2 separate regions of the Gossypium hirsutum genome follow, and region 1 is linked to region 2. Evidence: chromatin contacts called from public Hi-C data. All regions are on one chromosome and are shown on one strand. The core of a region is the stretch at or near the end of the contact, and the rest is flanking DNA. Distances in the headings are between cores, read along the strand shown.

Region 1 (2,725 bases), core at 6-2,505, 200 kb after region 2:
TAAATTTATATTTAATTTATTTTACGATTGTTTACCCTTCTGTGATAGGGTTAATCATGATCGGTATAGGAACTCACTAAGTTCAATCGAACTTACGAAGTTAACTAATGTTCACAGGACTTGTGAGGGTGATCGAGGACTAAGAAGAGGAACTAAACCAGGTAAAGTGAAGATCAAGGATCATTGTTGGATCGAGTCATGCACATAGGAAAAGGATACAATTGGAGGCTTCCCCATAGGATTATTAACGATGAAGCCCGATAGCACAATTAGAATTTGGATTTTAGGACACATAGTCTTTAGTTAAGGTTTAAGATTTGTAAAATGGCCATTGTAAATAAAAAAATCATATTAGAGATAAGAATATAAGAGACTAAGCATTTGGTGGCTTAAGGCCTTAGTTATAAGAACTATTATTTTTAAATTTTATAATTTTAATTTAGACTGTTTTATAGCAGTTAAGCTAGCAATTATTAAGCATAGGTCCATTTGTGACGCTCTATACCCGGATCCGACAGACGGGTCGAGCATGGCGTGTTACACGTAGAAAACATGTTGGCATTTAGTGATACTATTTGTCATATGATACTTCCATCATATCTTTAATGTCAAATAACAACATAATAATTAAAATGTTACAAATCGATAATGTTACTGAAATTAAATTTTGGTGACCAAAACTTAGTTTAAACTAGATGTGTTCATGGGTCGGATCGGGTTAGATTTGGGTTGGATCTAAGCATGATATTAATATACTTTATACTTGCCCAAGCTTGGCCCAGCCCGAAATATGGGCCTAGAATTTTGCTAAAATTTTACTCAAACCCGCTCATATTTCCAAAAGATTAACCCAAGTCTATTTTAAGTCCGTCCATATTATATTTTAAAAATATTTATATTATATTATTTTAATATTAATATTTTTTTATTTATTAAAATTTTTTATATAATCATCTTAACATTATTTTAATGTTTAAAGTAATATTATATATTTAGTATAAATTTATTTTTTAATGTATTATAAATAGCATAATATAAATTATTATAATATTAAAAATAGATCAAATTTATTTAAACCTTAAACAATCAAGCTCGAATCTAACTCGTATTTTAAAAAGAGTTAATTTTTTTTTGAATTTTTTTTATCAAACTTTAATATTTTTTACCAATTTTTTTTTAAAATCTGGACGTGCGCTGGAGGAGTAACTTACCCAATAAGTCTAATTTAAATAATGCATAAATCACTATTTTTTTTAGTTTAACCAAACTTATATATCTCTAACATTTCCCGACTCACTCCCATCTCATACTTTCTCTCCGTCTCTGTTGACTTGGTTGTGGAGAAACCTTTTTTTTTTTTTCGAAGGCATCAGTTTACATCGCTATTTGAAAGCTTGATGAGTAGGGTTGTGCTAGGCTTGCCAGGGCCATGGGCTGAGGATAACCGTGAGCCCTCTGATCATTACACTACCAAAATTGGTGGACTTCCTGTATTTCTCCTTCTCCCTCTTTTCATCTTCATATGTATTCATGTCCTCTGCTAGTTCAAGCCCTTCAGCTGAGTAAATCAATCTTTGTGGGTTTTCAAGCAAAGCATGAAGAAGGCTATCTACAAACACATGGGTTAATGTAGTTCGGATTTTGGGTCGTCTTTTGATCCTTAAATTAGTGTGGGTTCGGAGGATATTTAAAGCTTTTGTGCTCCCTCACTAGCCTTCAGCCTTTTCCTTAGACATCTACTCAGCTAAACCTAGCAGAGGACATCAACAGTTAGTTTTTTTTTTCTGGGTTATGTTTTTCTATACCTTCAACTTTGTTCTTTTAACAGGATTGGCCTCTTCCTATAGAGGCTTTGAAGTTCAACCCTACACTTATTCACTGCACACAATGTGGAAGTAAACTCTGTCTTGTTGCTCAGGTTTTTCTTATTCTAACTCTAATGCATTTTCTTCCTGTTATTGTCGACAAAACTTTTAACATTTGAATCCAATAAATTATATTATTTGGCTAAATTCCTGTTAAGGTTTATGCTCCAGTTTCAAGTGGAACTTTGAACGTAGAAGACCGTCTACTTCTTGTTTTTGGTTGTGTGGCACCAAATTGTGGTAGCTCTTCTCTCAGGTTGTTTCTCTGATTTGTTTGTTTGACCCTTGTTTATCATTGAAACATGATTCTTTTAACTGCATAGGTGTTATGTTCTCTTTTAGTCAGTGTTGTCAAGGCGTGTTCTTAGGTGCGCCTGCGGCACTGGACAGCAAAATCGCCTTAGACCCTTTCAGGAAAAGTCCATTTAATCAGGCGCACACCTACTGCACGTAGGCACCTATTTTTGTAAGGCGATAGCCATTAAAAAAGCCTTCCTAATTGAAGTTATCCTTAATTTCTTTTAATTTTCACTTTTTTTCGTTAGATATGCCTTAGTAAAAAGAGGATAGTACCAGACTCTAATACTTCTTAATATTTGAGTATTCAACAATAGACATTGACCATAAGGAAATCAAGTATATTGACCAATAAAAAAAATGCATGTTTTGTAGATAAACTAGACCAGACTTTAGAGTTTATTATAAATCTCAAGCTTTATATTACATATAAAAGTTCACACATTTACATATTGCACATTACTTTTCTCAGGCTAGTGCTTTTTTTTGCCTTGTGCGTTGCGCCTAAGGCAAAGTTAACTAGTGCTTATAATGCACCTTGTGCCCATCACACACCAGTGCTT
Region 2 (2,956 bases), core at 72-2,571:
TGTTGAAGCTGCGAAATAACATTTTAAAACATAACATCATAGGGATCAATCATATGTGTGATAAAATTTTAAATTCTCAAGAACAATTTAGCCACCTAGGGTCTGAGTAGTACTGCTCTCACTTTGGATAATCTCAACATGAACAAAACATGCTAGTTTCATCCTATGGTAAAACAACATGAAATTCAACCAAGATTAAATGGTACAACTTAGCAGAAAAGTGAGAACATGAAAGGAGACTGACATTTGACAGAAGGCATAGACAAAATGATTTCTGATCTATGCTCCAAGTATTACAAATGGTTATATTAGGAAATTTAATAAAACCCCGCGTCATATCCGCACATCAAAAAACAATGGAATTTACTATCAGGTCAATAGTAAATTTATAGTGTTATGTGCAAAAGTAGCCAAAGTTTCTTTCCTGTCTATTTTCCTTTAAAACGTTGCTATTCTTTTATTCCAATTTTACCTTAAATTTTCGCAATCCAACATATCATTAAAAAGATTGGAAAGAGAGAGGACTTTAATAAATGAATCAATTGTACAAAAATGATAAACGAAATTACAACAGTCATAAAATTGGCATATCAATTTTGTTTCACCTGAAAAGTTCGTATAGGAAGAGCAGGAAACCTCCAAAGAGACTGATCTATGTCGATTGGAAGATGTCTGAACCGGAAAGCGGGCCGAAACAACCACCCGGGTCTTGTGTTCTTGCTTTGCTATCCGACCGAACCGCAAAGAACCAGTCGATTTTCTCCCAAACCTTTCCGACTCAATCCATGTCGGATAATTCCACTTGCATGCAACTCCTGCCTCCATTTTCAGCTTCCAACCGCCCCCGATTCAATAAAATTTTCAAAAATAAAAATTCTCAGTTTTTCTTTTATTAATTAATTCAAGAGAAATTTATGCAGAAATTAGTTAATAATAAAGCTAATGAAACTTTAACAACAGAAATTTCAAGCAAAACTTATGAACTTACCTCAATTAATTAATAAAGATAAAATGAAATTCGTGAAGGGATATTGCTCTCTGACTTTGTATTAAAGCAGAGAAGGCTCGTTTATCATAATCTATTACTGTAATATCTTTAGAAATGCAGTTTGCTCTTTCTGGCAGGAATCATTTTAAAGCGGCGACTGGAGTATGGAAACTGTATACAAATTTTATATATACCTCTATTATATTTAAACAGTGAAACAATGATGACGTGGAAGCAAGGGCATTCCCACCAACCAATTCCCCCCGGCAAGGAGGGGTTGGTAGCAAGCATTCAGAGGAAGAAGGTGAGGTGAGGGGTTGCTTTCGTGCGCTCATTCTTGTGGTAGTTGTTATTCACTCTCCTGCTGCCACGTTTTTAATTTCATAAATTACTGTTTTTGTGGTCAGAAATCTACAAATAAATAATACAATTTATTTTAATCAATATTACATAAAAAAATGTTTCTATGTTTTTTTACTTAAATAACAATCAAAATAAAAAAAATTATCACCATTTTACTAAGGCTTCGTTTGGGGCGGCGGTGCGGTGCGTTTAGCTTACTTTTTATCTCATGCTACAGTATCGCTACAGTATCTAATCTCACTGCCACCGCTGTTTTTACACTAACCGCAGGTAAACGCACCACCCATCTAAACTCACCCTAAGAAAGGCATTTTCCTATTTTATTTACAAAAATAGGTCATTTTATTTATTATTTATCGGAATGGGTTAAAAATACAAAAGCACGTCTACGTAAAAGTGTTTTAAGGGAAAATTCCAGCAAAACGCGTCCTTTAGGGAGCGCTTTTGCCATGTCAGGAAAACGCGTCCTCCCTTATGGGCGTGTTTTAGCCTGTGTTTTTTACCCCTAACGGTCATCCAAACAATCATTTAAAATTTTGATCGTTGGGGGTCCAACAGTAAAAAAAAACTATAAAACCCCTTCCTATTTTTTTACACAAACATTTCTTCCAAAATTCTCAAAAAAGCTCTCCAATTTCTCCTTAAATTTCTCAAAGCTCGCTTTACTTAACTATTTCCTTTAATTTTTTTCTAAATTAGTATTCTTTTTTTTTATAATTTCTAAGATATTTGATCGTGTTAGCAATAGCCAGGGAATTAATTCATCTAGATCATAAACATATCTCCGTCGAACAAATGAAAACAGTAAGGGTTAATTTCAATTTTTGAATATTATTTAATATTTTTTCATTTATGTAATTTTAATTAATTTTTTTATAATTTTTTATAATAGTCTGTAAATCGGATGTTACATGTTATATTCGTAATATGTCTGGTCCTCCATCACCGTTGATAGAAAATTACTTGAGAAAAGTGGGTTTTCGGCACGTGGCCAATATAGACCGGGGGCACAAGTTGGATTCGAAACTCATCAACGCGTTCATAGAGAGGTGGAGTGTAACAGCACGATTTTAGGGCTAGTCAGAACAGTGGTTTCGGGACCACAAATCCGACGTAGAAAGATTCATTTTTATTATATTTTTATTTTATTATATTTTTATGGTCTATAGTTTTATGGAACTATTCTATGAAAATCTTGTTAAAAAATTTTGACATTTGGGCACTCAATTTAGCCAAAAGGACTAAATTATAAAAAGTGAAAAAGTTGAGTTCTACATGCTAAAGATGTCCAATTGCTATGAGATTTTAAATTAGAGGTCCTTATATGATAATTAGACCATTTGTTAAGTTAGTGGACAAAAATGGACATGGTGAGATAAAATTTTAAAGAAAGGCATTAAGTGTATTTTGGTCATTTGGTAAATAAAAGAATAAAAAGGGAAAATCAAGTCAAAATTTGCTCATCTTTCTTCTACCTTGGCAGAATTTCATAAGAACTCCATAGCTAGGGTTTCTTCAACTTTCAAGCGTGATTATAAATACATCTTAGCCCTGCTTTTAATGCTCTTTACATTTTTTAAGTCCTCATAACCCGATTTACCTATT

What was found. Hi-C and Micro-C count contacts between places; a contact is called where the count stands out from the background.
Region 1: a Hi-C map of leaf shows a contact between it and region 2, with 4 times the contacts expected there. The contact joins the promoter of LOC107897635 here to the promoter of LOC107897604 in region 2. A contact is called at or near these places in 17 of 34 Hi-C or Micro-C datasets (anther, callus, fibers and 4 more).

The regions. Positions count from the first base shown.
Region 1 is chrA11:38,954,395-38,957,119 of Gossypium_hirsutum_v2.1, forward strand. LOC107897635 (programmed cell death protein 2-like) reads left to right here and starts at 1,256. Exons shown (of 8, transcript XM_041081950.1): 1 at 1,256-1,490; 2 at 1,829-1,918; 3 at 2,024-2,121. The coding sequence starts at 1,398.
Region 2 is chrA11:38,749,970-38,752,925 of Gossypium_hirsutum_v2.1, forward strand. It overlaps LOC107897604 (shikimate kinase 1, chloroplastic), which reads right to left and starts at 1,322. Exons shown (of 12, transcript XM_016823123.2): 1 at 989-1,322; 2 at 606-831; 3 at 1-8. The coding sequence starts at 825.